Linked DNA regions of Sus scrofa: region 2 is linked to region 1. The links are chromatin contacts, called in public HiChIP or PLAC-seq maps. All regions are on one chromosome and are shown on one strand. Each heading gives the region's core, a stretch centred on a gene start, on an enhancer-like site or on the middle of the called end of the contact. The rest is flanking DNA. Distances are from core to core; before and after follow the strand shown.

Evidence for each region. HiChIP or PLAC-seq counts read pairs in DNA pulled down with a chosen protein or histone mark.
Region 2: a contact with region 1 is called in an H3K27ac HiChIP or PLAC-seq map of alveolar macrophages. The contact joins the promoter of SYNE4 here to the promoter of UPK1A in region 1. A contact is called at or near these places in 1 of 5 promoter capture datasets (fetal liver) and 1 of 2 datasets of contacts at active chromatin or transcription factors (alveolar macrophages).

What each region holds. Positions count from the first base shown.
Region 1 is chr6:45,101,876-45,107,672 of Sscrofa11.1, forward strand. It overlaps UPK1A (uroplakin 1A), which reads left to right and starts at 3,243. Exons shown (of 7, transcript NM_001123211.1): 1 at 3,243-3,323; 2 at 5,270-5,470. The coding sequence starts at 3,243. It overlaps COX6B (COX6B protein), which reads left to right. Exons shown (of 4, transcript NM_001097497.2): 4 at 608-909. The coding sequence ends at 661.
Region 2 is chr6:45,381,748-45,387,544 of Sscrofa11.1, forward strand. SYNE4 (nesprin-4) reads right to left here and starts at 3,122. Exons shown (of 8, transcript XM_003127070.5): 1 at 2,658-3,122; 2 at 2,200-2,326; 3 at 1,329-1,472; 4 at 911-1,105; 5 at 581-839. The coding sequence starts at 2,785. ALKBH6 (alpha-ketoglutarate-dependent dioxygenase alkB homolog 6) reads right to left here. Exons shown (of 7, transcript XM_021097221.1): 4 at 5,647-5,707; 5 at 5,112-5,263; 6 at 4,790-5,006; 7 at 3,208-3,645. The coding sequence ends at 4,806.

The DNA.
Region 1 (5,797 bases), core at 1,993-4,492:
GCTTGGATCCTGCGTTGCTGTGGCTGTGGTATAGGCAGGCAGCTGTAGTTCAATTCAGCCCTTAGCCTGGGAAGCTCCATATGCCACAGGTGTGGCCCTTAAAAAAAAAAAAAAAGTATGCATATATACATCTGTGAGTGAGAGTAACATCCCACTCTTATCTGGTTTGGACTTTTTGCACTTGATTCCATGTGTTGGAGATCCATTCCTGCCAGAGCGTAGATCAGCCTTTTTTTTTTCTTCCCACAGCTGTCTGGTATTCCTTCTTTCTTCTCTTCTGACAAACATCATTGAGGGTTGAACTCTGGGGTTTCTGAATCAGGGCAGAGTCACCCTCTTGGAGCTCTGTACAGTCACAGCTCTGCCGTGAGTCTGCCCGTTATTCCCCCGCCCTCCACCCCATCCCCTCAGTGGGTTAGCTCATTCAGGACAGTGACTCTTGGCCTTCTGGGTCTTTACTGGCTCCCCAGCTCCTGGAGCAGTTGCCAGTAGTGGCACATAGCAGGTACTGGGGTTCCTTGTTGACTGCAAAATGAGGAAGACAGAGAAGTCCACCCTTCCGCTCTCCCCGTGGAGGAATGAAGTAACACTGGCTGTGTTTCCACAGGTGTCAGCCTGGGATGACCGCCGGGCGGAAGGCACGTTTCCTGGGAAGATCTGAACTGGCCCCCCCACCTCATCTGTCCTCCGTCCTTCTCCACAGGGTGGTGCAGGGGGACCTGGATTCATGGTGATTCCCACCCTGAGATCCTGAATCATGGTTTAACTAATAATAAATACTCACTGGAAAAGTGTAAAGCTGTGTACGTGTAAAATAGCTGGATGATGGGGTGGAGGTTGAGGTGGGACTGAATTCAGGGTGCTTTTTTCTTTTCTTTAAATTTTTATTTTAATAAACATTGATCACCCATTTTTGCTTTCCTTCTTTTTTTTTTAGTCTCTTTTGACTCCAGGCTAGGGGTCAGTCAGAGTTGCAGCTTCTGGCCTTCACCACAGCCACAGCAGTGCCAAATCCGAGCCCCATCTTCAACCTATGCTGCAGCTTGTGGCAATGCCGAATCCTTAACCCACTGAGTAAGGATCCTGTATCCTCATGGATACTGGTTGGCTTCTTAACTCGCTGAGCCACAGCAGGAACTCCAAACAAGTTTTGTTTTGTTTTTGCTTTTGTTTTTAGGGCCGCACCCGCTGCATATGGAAGTTCCCAGGCTAGGGGTCGAATTGTAGCTATACCTGCCAGCCTGCACCACAGCTCACGGCAATGCCAGATCCTTAGCCCACTAAGTGAGGCCAAGGATTGAACCTGTGTCTTTGTGGATCCTAGTTGGATCTGTTTCCCCTGTGCCATGATGAGAACTCCAAGAAAAACAACTTTAAATGGAAAGTGGGTTGACTAAAAATCAAATTATCCGTTTTGATTGGAAAACATTTCATGTGTCTTATAAACCAATATCTGGACAGTGCAATTTCATTGTATTTATTATTTCTTTATTTATTCCATATCCTGTGGCATATGGAATTTCTGGGCCAGGGGTCTGCAGCCACGGCAAGGCAGTCCTGCAACATGGAGTTCCCTCCACCAGGGATCAAACCCAAGCCCCAGTTTCGACCTATGCTGCTGGATCTTTAACCCACTGTGCCTGGCTGAGATGGAACCCATCTGGTTGGGCCACAGAAGGAACTCCCAATGCAGGATCCTTTAATTCACTAGCTGGGCCTGGGATTGAACTCAAGCCTCAAAAGTGACCCGAGCTGCTACAGTTGGGATTCTTAATCCACTGCCCCACAGTGGGAACTCTGACAATAGAATCTTAAGTTCATTTGTTTTCCCATTTCTCACACACTGGGAGAACCAAGGCCCAGAGAGAAAGTGCAGCAAATGCCTAGTCCTGAGGTCTGAGGAGTTCTGGGGAACAAGCCAACCATCTTCGCCTGCGGAATCAGCCTTGTGCCGCTAGAGGGCAGCATTAGAGGGACCTTGGGCCTCTTGGCTGCGCAGCTGGTGAGGTGAAGCCTCGAGCTGCACCCGCGGCCAGAAGACATACTTTGCAGACGTCTCTGCACTCCGTTCCCACCACTGACCTGGAAAATGATCTGATGGTACCCATTCTGCAGATGAGCTAATGCACAGACCAGGTCCCGCTGTACGGAGTAGGTGGAACTGGGATTTGAACCTAGGCCTCTTTGATTCCACAGAATGAAGACACTCCCACCCACAGCTCCTTGCTGTGACCCTGCTTTGTCCATGCGTCGCGTGTGTGGTGGTGGGGGGCACTTTTCTCCCACCAGGCCCGTTCAGTCCCTTTTTCTAGCACACTCCCCCGCCCCCACCCTTTGCTCCTTGAACTCTTCTCAAAATTCTCTCACACAGCCCCCTACTTCCATTCTCCTCCTCAACCCAGAGCCCGAGCATCAACATTCCAAGCATCCGTCCCACATGCCTCCCTCCCCCAAATCCCTGCCTCCTCCAGCCGCCCTCCTCTGCTGGCCTCCCGGTCTTGGAGAGGCTAGATCCCCCAGCCAAGGAGGCAGTTCTAGGCTTCAGGAGTCAAGTGTGGGTTTGACTTCGATCTCTCCTCGCCCTCCAGGAAGGCTCTAGTCCTAAGGAGAGACACTGGTGGGGGGGAGGGGGAGGGGAAACCGGGACATTCACCCTCCTACACCGCCCCCTCCACCCTGACAGACTGGGGACCAGAGGTCACTGCACTTCACCCTGCCAAATAGATAGCACAATCTGGAATTTCAGGTCTATAAATCACTTGCAGGGAGAGGGTGCCTCATAAAGCTGTTCTCTACTGGTCAGCCCGCTCTCCTCTCATCCCCTGGTCAGGACCCCCTCCTCGCTTCCAGGAAACTGGCCCAAGGAGGGGCCTGGGCATATATAGGGAGCCACTGTGGGAGGGGCCACCCAGAGAGGCTCCTGGCGGAGAAGGTGAGGAAGGGGTGCTGGCACTCTGCATGGGCATGGGGAGTTGAGGGGGTCTGAGGCTCAGGGAAGGCCAGCCCTGAGCTCTGGCTGGTGACTGCTCCACCTGAGCCTCTGTTTCCTCTTCTGTAAAATGGCCCACTGTCAGCGTTGCGGGAGGCTGGGCACACTGGCTACCAGCCTGGGCCCAGCAGAAAGCTGAGAGCAGCCCCTGTTAGCTGGGATACGGAAGGGGAGCAGTGGGTCCGGCTGGGCCCTCCCTCCCTTCTTGGCCTCTCCCTGACCTCACCCCTGCTCCGGTGTCCCAGGCAGGACGATGGCTTCTGCGGCAGCAGAGGGGGAGAAGGGGTCTCCGGTTGTGGTGGGTCTGCTGGTCGTGGGCAACATCATTATTCTGGTGAGACACCCCCCCACACCTTTGCCGGGAGCCCACTGTGAGGGTGAGAAGGAGGGGGTGGTCCTGAGGCTGGGAGTCGGGTGGCTGGGGGCCCAGGATTCCCCCGATGGCCAATGCCATCTGGCTCTCAGGTCAGAAAATCCCAGCTATTCCTCTCCCCAGCGGTGTGATCTTGAGCAAGTGATCTGACTTCTCTCTGCCTATTTCCCCATCTATCATGTACTCACTCTGGGCATTGTTGTGTGGATTAGTCCACGTATGACCCTCAGCTCCGAAAAAGTGCTTGACAAGGGCCAGATATCATCATGAGTGTGATCTGGACCTGACATGCCTGCTTGGCACACAGGGGGCCCACAGTAATGAATAATAACAATGCCTTTTAATTTTGTGATTCTTTTTGTCTTTTTTTTTTTTTTTTCTTTTTCTTTTTTGGTCTTTTTGCCATTTTCTTGGGCCGCTCCCGTGGCATATGGAGATTCCCAGGCTAGGGGTCTAATCGGAGCCGTAGCCACCAGCCTATGCCACAGCCACAGCAACGCAGGATCCGAGCTGCGTCTTCGACCTACACCACAGCTCACCACAATGCCGGATCCTTCACCCACTGAGCAAGGCCAGGGATGGAACCCGCAACCTCATGGTTCCTAGTTGGATTCGTTAACCGCTGAGCCACGATGGGAACTCCAAGTATGTGATTCTTGTACCTGGCTCCGGAGCCAGAAAACCTGGGTTCAAATCTCAGCTTTGTCACCTTCTATTGTAGGACCTGGAGCCTCAGTGTCCTCATCTGTAAGATGGAGATACAGTAGGCGTGCTGAGAGGAGAAAATGAGTTAGTGGATTTGTGCTTTGGCCAGAGTTTGGCACACATGGTTGCTCTCTGCAGTGGCCACAGCACTAGTCAGGACAGCTGGTAACAACAGTGGTTAGTGCACAGAAAGCAGTTTCAAGGACCAATGACTGGCAGACAGTAAGTACTCTATGACTGGTAGTCTGATTTTTGGCAAAGGTATCCGCTGAGGTCTTCCTCTCACCTTCTCACCTTGTTCTCCATCACTATAGGTAGCCAGATTTTTAGTTTCTCATTTTATATATATATATGCCATATATATATATATATATGCCACACTGGTGGCATGCAGAAGTTCCCGGGTCAGGGACTGAACCTGAGCCACAAAAGTGACAGCACCAGGTCCTCAACCTGATGAGCCACCAGGGAACTCCTCTCCAATATTTCTTTAAGCAAATATAGGAAAAGGAACATATATACCTATTTTCTACTCTTTCTTGTTATCTATTTTCTCCCCTCTTTTGTCCAAAATGTAGCTCATTCTGCATCCTATTCCATGCTTCCCATTTCTTCCTGCTCACGTTGTCTGTGGGTCACTCCACATGGGTCCTCAGCCTCCCTGCCCTTTTCCACAACTGTGCAGTGCTCCGCTGTGTGGCATCCCAGCTGCTTACATGCAGTGCTGCAGGGAATAACCCTGTGCATTTGTGATATTCGCTGCATGGGCAGCTGTGCCTGTAGGATTGAGTCCTGCAGGTAGAATTGCTGGACCACAGAGTTGATACATTTGTAATTATTCCTGCCATGGCCAGATTCCCCTCCTCAGGAGGTAGCCACACTCTTCAGCAAAGGCGGGTACCCAGCACCTCCTTGGTGCCAATCACATTCTCCAGGCTTTGCATGTAGCATCTCCTCGAAACCCCTGGCACCTGGGGAGTGGGTAGGGGCCAGGGGTCTGGCTGGGGCCTCCATTCCCTTCTGGCCTCCTGCCCAGCCTCATGCCTGTTCATGGAAGGGGTGTCTTTGTCACCCTAGTTTCTTGTCCTCCTTACCGATGGGGCAGAGGGGGCTCAGAACGGGGAGGGCACCGGCTCACGGGGACTCATGCTGCTGAGGCAGCTGCCCCTGCGCAGGCCTCGCTAACCAGCTGCCCTGTCCAGTTGTCAGGCCTGGCCCTGTTTGCTGAAACGATATGGGTGACAGCCGACCAGTACCGCGTGTACCCGCTGATGGGCGTCTCAGGCAAGGATGACGTCTTCGCTGGTGCCTGGATCGCCATCTTCTGCGGCTTCTCCTTCTTCGTGGTGGCCAGCTTTGGGGTGGGCGCAGCGCTCTGCCGCCGCCGCTCCATGATCCTCACGGTGAGGCCCTGGGAGGACGGGATGGGGAGGGGCTCGCTGGGCGCAAAGATCATCTTCACAGAGTCACAATGACGACCACACCACAGCCGCTAGAATGCGGTCAGCACGGCTCCACACTCAGGCCTCGTGGCAGTCATTTCATGTCATCTGCCTGTCACTTAGTAACTGAGGCTCAGCTCTTACCCTCATCTTACAGAGAAAACCAGGGCTTGGGAGGCAGGGGAGGAAGCTCCGCACAGGAGGATGGCTCTTGAATTGCAGGTCTGAGATCTGAACCACAGCTGGTTGGTCTCCGGGGTCTGTGCTTGTGAGCTGGATGAGCTGGAC
Region 2 (5,797 bases), core at 1,872-4,371, 280 kb after region 1:
GAAGAGAGACATTATTTATTCATCCATTCCACAAATATTTAATGAGGGTCTGTTACATGGCCAGCACTGCTCTAGGAGCTGGGGACACGGTGGGCATGGAAACAAGCCAAGTTCTGGTGTCCATGGAGTTTATATTCCAGCAGGAGAGAGAGACCCCATAAGTTATTAAACAAATGTATAATGACAAGTGGTGATAAGTGCTATTAGGACATAAAGTAGGAAGGTAAGGAGGGAAGACGTTTGGAGGCCAGGGCAGGCCTCTCCAAAGAGGCGGCATTTAGGAGAGGCTGGAATGAAGGGCATGCATCTGGGGGCTTTGAGATGGGTGAGTATTTGGAATATTTGAAGAGCCAGGAGGCTAGTGTGGCTGTGGTGGGGTGAATGGGGGAGAGTGGGAGGAAGTGAGGAAATGCAGATACAACAGAGGGAAACCAAGACGAGACAGAGGAAGAGCCAGAGGCCAAGAGAGGCAGAGGGAGAGACAGCCACAGAAACCTCCTTGAAAGAGAAGGACCCCATTGGAAGCCACAGAAACCTCCTTGAAAGAGAAGGACCCCATTGGAAGACACACAGACCCCACCTGCTCTCACCTCAAGCCACTGTCCCCTGCCCTGGGGGCCCTTGTGGCCACACAGCTCACAGGGAGCCCCTGGTGTCCAGGCCGTCCTTCGTCCCAAAGGCCCGAGGCCCCCAACGTCCCCCGCTGGGTCCCACTCCAACTCTGCGGGAGTGGGGAGGCTACTGGGTGCCCAGGGCCCCCAGACCCCACCAGGTCCTGGCCCGTCTGAGTCCCCCTCAACCTCCAAGTCCTGCTCCAGTGTGCTGGCCTCCTCATATACCTGGTCAGAGGACAGAGGTCATGAGGGTTGGGATTGGCACCTGTGCCAGGGGCTGCCAGGGTGGGCCATACCAGGCTGTAGCTGACCAGCTGGGCTTGCAGCCGCCACAGCTGCCGGAAGATGCTGTCTCGGTGGGCTCTGAAGGCCCTCAGGACCTGCTCCAGGGAGGCCTGGGCCTGAGGCTCACTCCGCTGCACCAGCCCCTCACCGAACACCAGCAGTGCATCCAGATGCTCAGCTGTCCCACGTAGGTCTGCCTGGAGGGTCTGGGACACATGGGTGGAAATCACCACCATCCCACCCTACCCCAGCGCCTGCCTCCATACACACACACCGGGACACCAGAGACTTGGGACCTGGAGTTAGAACGGCCTCCTTTCCCATCTAGATACCTGGAACATGGAATAAACCCATTTCCCACCCCAGGAAGCTGGTACCCACTCCTGAGGCCCCGCCCACCCTCCCACACCTTGGCCTCCCACTGCCCACCTGCAGCTGGACCATCCCTCTCCGGGTTGATGCCCACGGCGCCAGGCCTCGGTCCAGGTCCTGCAGCAGGAGGCCCAGCCCCAGAAGGCAAAGATGCAGGCTGTCCTGCTCAGCCTCCAACACCTCCCAGCCAGAGATGGGGCGCTGGGGAACACAGGGGGCTGAGTCAGGGCCAGTGAGCCAACCAAGACCTTACCCCCACACTCCCACTGCACCCTTCTGCAGGCCCCTGCCTTCGGGATGCTTCTCTGCAGCAGAGCCCACCTCTGGGTGTGCACCAGGGCTCCTCCCACCTAAAGAAACTTCCCAGTGGGAGAACCTCATGTACAAATTCTCCAGGTTTTCAGATGTTCCTATTGTGGTTCAGCGGGTTAGGGACCTGACATGGTGTTTGATCCCTGGCCTGGCGCAGTGGGTTAAGGATCTGGCATTGCCACAAGCTGCAAATGTGGCTCAGATCTGGTGTTGCTGTGGCTGTGGCATAGGCCGGCTGCTACAGCTCTGATTCAACCCCTGGCCCCATATGACATATGTGGGGCCATAAAAAGAAAAAAAAAATCCAGGTTTTCAAGGCTCCTAGAAACTTATACATGTGGGGCATGGGAGTCCAGAGGGGGTGGGTGATGGAACTGGATACCCCACAGGAATGGGGCTACACCAAGGCCAATGATAAAATATCAAAGTACTTTTTTGGTAAAATATCAAAATACTTTTATAACAATCGGTTTAAAGGATCATGTCTAGAGCACCCCTCCCCACACAGATGCCCAGCACTTTTCCAGAATCATCACCTATCTCCGGTGTGGGGGCCAGATTCTGGGAGACAGACAGGAGGTAGAGGCGCACAGGGGCCCAGGACACCTCAGCTCACCTCACGGCATTTGGCCCCAGCTGAGTCCTCATGAGAAGTGGGCGTTGGCTCAGTGCCCCTCAGGCCACCCTGGAAGGGCTCGGGAGGGTCCAAAGTGTCCTGCCCCAGCTTCTGGGCCTGTTCCGACCTGAGAGGTAGGGGACATTGACAGGTGAGCCTAAGTCTCCATTATCCACCCTACCCTACCCCTGTCCTCAGCTACCTCTCCCAGGGCCCCAGGTGATCATAGCCACAACACCTCCTACCCTCGGAGTTCTCCTGTGGTGCAGCAGGTTAGGGATCCGGCATTGTCACCACAACAGCTTGGGCCACTGCTGTGGCGCATGTTCGATCCCTGGACCAGGAACTTCCACGGGTGCAGCCAAAAAGAAGGAAAAAAAACCTCTCCTACCCTCAAAGGGCCCCCTTTCACTGCCCCACCCTTTTGGGACCTTGGTTTCAAATGCCCCAGCCCCTACCTTATTCTCTCCTTTCCAGACGCCGGGCAGATGGCGTATCCAGCAGCATCCAGTTCTCTAGGGGCTCCAGGGGGGTGGCTGAAGGGCTCTGAGGTGGGTCTAGGGTCCAGGGGTGGGGGCAGGGCCATATTTGGGAGCCTAGGGACAGAAAGTCAGGATCCCCGGTAGGAGCCCTTTTTCTAGCGGGGGGGTATCCACTTAGACCTCCTCAGCAGGACTCAGCCAGGCAGAGACAGCCAGAAGCCCAGGGGCAGCAGGCTGAGCGCCACCTCCTTCCAGGTGGAACACTGGACCCAGGTAATTTGATGCCCAGCTCAGGTGACAGCAGCACCACTTAACTCCTTCCTCCCTAGTGGACCAGTAGCTGAACCTCCCAAGCTCACCCCACGCCCGGAAGGGGTATCCAGATATAACCCCGCCCTCCCAAGAGCCCTGGATTCTTCTCCACTCTATGACCCATCCAGGGCCCGCGCCTTCCGAGGTCCCAGATGCGGCGCCCCTTAGGAATCCCATCACCGGGCTCCCCGCCCCCAAATATCCAAAGCCAAAGTGAAGATTTTGTAGTTGTTTATTTGGAATGGGGCCTTTTCCTGTGGTTCCCACACAGTTACAAGGAAAATAACCCGCGGGAGCCGCCTCTGCCCCAGGGTTCCAAGGTCACAGGGCGGTAGTTGTCCAGAGCAGGCGAGAGCTCAGGAATCTGAGCGGGTCCGAGGGCCTGGAGTCACTTGCTGAGCAGGAGGCTAGCGCGCAGCACGCGGGGCACGCGGCGGATGGTCAGCGAGATGCGGGTGCCGCGGACCAGGCGCGCTCCGGGCTGCGCCGAGGGGCAGGCGGCTGCGTTGGGCGGCAGGGAGACTGCGTCCAGAGCGTCTATGCGGGCGGCTGCTATGCCATGGAGGAAGCGCGTGTAGGCGGTGCCACGGAGCACCAGCAGGCTGCGGGGTTCAAGCAGCAGCGAGGTGGCCGGCCGGGGCGGGGGCCGGGGCTGCGGGGCGGGTTGAAGGTTAGAGGGTCCCCAGAAGTCGGGGGTGGGGTGGGGGTGGGGGTGAGCGTGAGGGCGGCAGTTCAGGGGGCAAGGGTCAGCGAGTCCCAGGTACAACAAAGCCTGCGGGGCAGGTGTGCTCCCAGGGATCGGGACTTTGGAGTGCAAGTCCGGCGGGGGCCAAAGCCAGGCTTGCAGTGAAGTGGAGAGGGTGTGTGTGGGTGCGGGTGTCAGCAGTCCTCCGGGAGGGGGCAGGTCCTAGGCTGCAGATGGGGGCGTCTAAGAGTCTGCAGGTTGTGAGAACCGCAGCTGGGATCTGCAAGGGGCTGGGGCTGAGGCTGGGGGTTCAGCGGTCCCAGGAAACTCGGGTGGAACTGGGTGGAGGACTTGGCCTCCAGGAAGTGAGGAAGAGATAAGCAGGAGTGCTCTGGGCCCGTGTGCAGCTCTCTGGATGCTTGAGGACCCCGGCAAAGTAGGAGGGGGTGTCAGTGTATCCCAGAGCATGTCGGATTAAAAAGGAGAGCCCTAAGGAGCAGCTGGGGTCAGGGTGTCCAGGGGAGTGAACAGAAAGGCATCAAAGACAGAGGTTAGGGAAACTGTTGTCACGGGCATCCTTCACAGAGGGGAGGCAGGCTATCTGAGGGTCCTTGAGCAGTGAGTCATGGCTGAGGTGCCAAGAAGAATCTGAGGGTGTCCTGCATGGCAAATCACATTACCAGAGTGAGAGGGAGGAAGTCAGTGTTGGGGTGCCTGTGCAATGGCCATCGAGGGTCATGGTGTCTAGGAGGATGTCAGAGACACCCATGGGTGGATGGTATTGAGGTATCTGAAGAGCTCAGTGTCTGCAGGAGAAGTGGGGAGCCCTGCATGAGGTATTGGAGCACTCTGAATGTGTGAGGTAGGGATCTGCTGGATGTCAGGGTATTTGTTCAGCAGGTGGGGGTAATGGTGTGCCTGCGGACATCATGGTTTCTAGGGCACCCTGCTAGCAGAGGGGTCAGGCATCAGGGAGGATGGGGGTGCCCTCCATGAGGGGACAGATGAAGATGTCTGGAAGGCTATCAGGGGTACCTGGCAGGCTGGTGGGATTGGAGGATATGAGGTGTTGGAGCGCCCACAGTGGCTGGGGCGTTGTCTCGGGGCCCACCTGCTCTGTAGGGTCATCATCCTCTGGCTGCCGAGGCTCGTAGAGGTCCAGCATGGTGTGGGAGCCCAAGCTGATGGTGCTGACGGTCGGGTAGTAGAGTGGCCCGTCCTCGTGGGGCTGGGGAGTGGGCACCAGGGCTGGACAGGGCAGGAGTCCACACCCCCCACCCTCTGGGGCAAAAGGGGGGCTCCCCAGCTGGGGACAGGGAGGCGAATGCCTGGTTGGAGTATGTGGCTGCTTAATGAGAGTGGACGTGGGTCAACATGATGCCCTGCCCCATGGTGGATCTGAGGTCTAGGGGTCGGGGTGAGAGTGTGGTTACCATGATGCCCTCCCCAGGCAGATACTGGTTCACAAGGACGTGGTTGGCTGGGAGACCCCCAAAAAGGCTGAGGTCAGACACTTTGTCCACATAGCGCTGGAGCCACGGTGGCAGCCGCTCAGGAACCATCCCCCGGGGATGGGGGAGCCCACCTGGGGGAGGGGGAGGCTGAGGGCACCCAACCAAGGAGCCCCCCATGATGGATATCCTACTGGTTGGTAGTACTCTGACCTCCTCCGGGACCCCTAACTCTTTGAAGATCACCACTCTACCCTTCAGAGTTTTCCTGACTTCTCTAAACCCCTGGAAATACTCCCCAACTCATCAGGAAATCCCTAACCCCTCAGAATCCTCCTGGCCCTTGGGACCCCTTGAAGCCTTAGGGACCCCATCCCTACCAATAACTCTCCAGGACCAGGACCTCCCCACCCCCTACCCCTGACCACCCCACCAATGTCCTGAGACTATCCAACCTGAACTGCCTAACCCAGCCCACATCCCTAAATCACCCATGCCCACAGCCAGGGACACTTACCCCAGTTCTGTAACTTCCTCCCGGAAAGCTGGGTCCACTTTGGCTTTGGGGCATTGAAGACCTGGGAGGTGGGAAGGGGGTCAGTCCTTTTTCCAGGACCGCCCTCGAACTCTCCCACCCAGGCCAACACAGAGATTTTTACCTGGGGTGG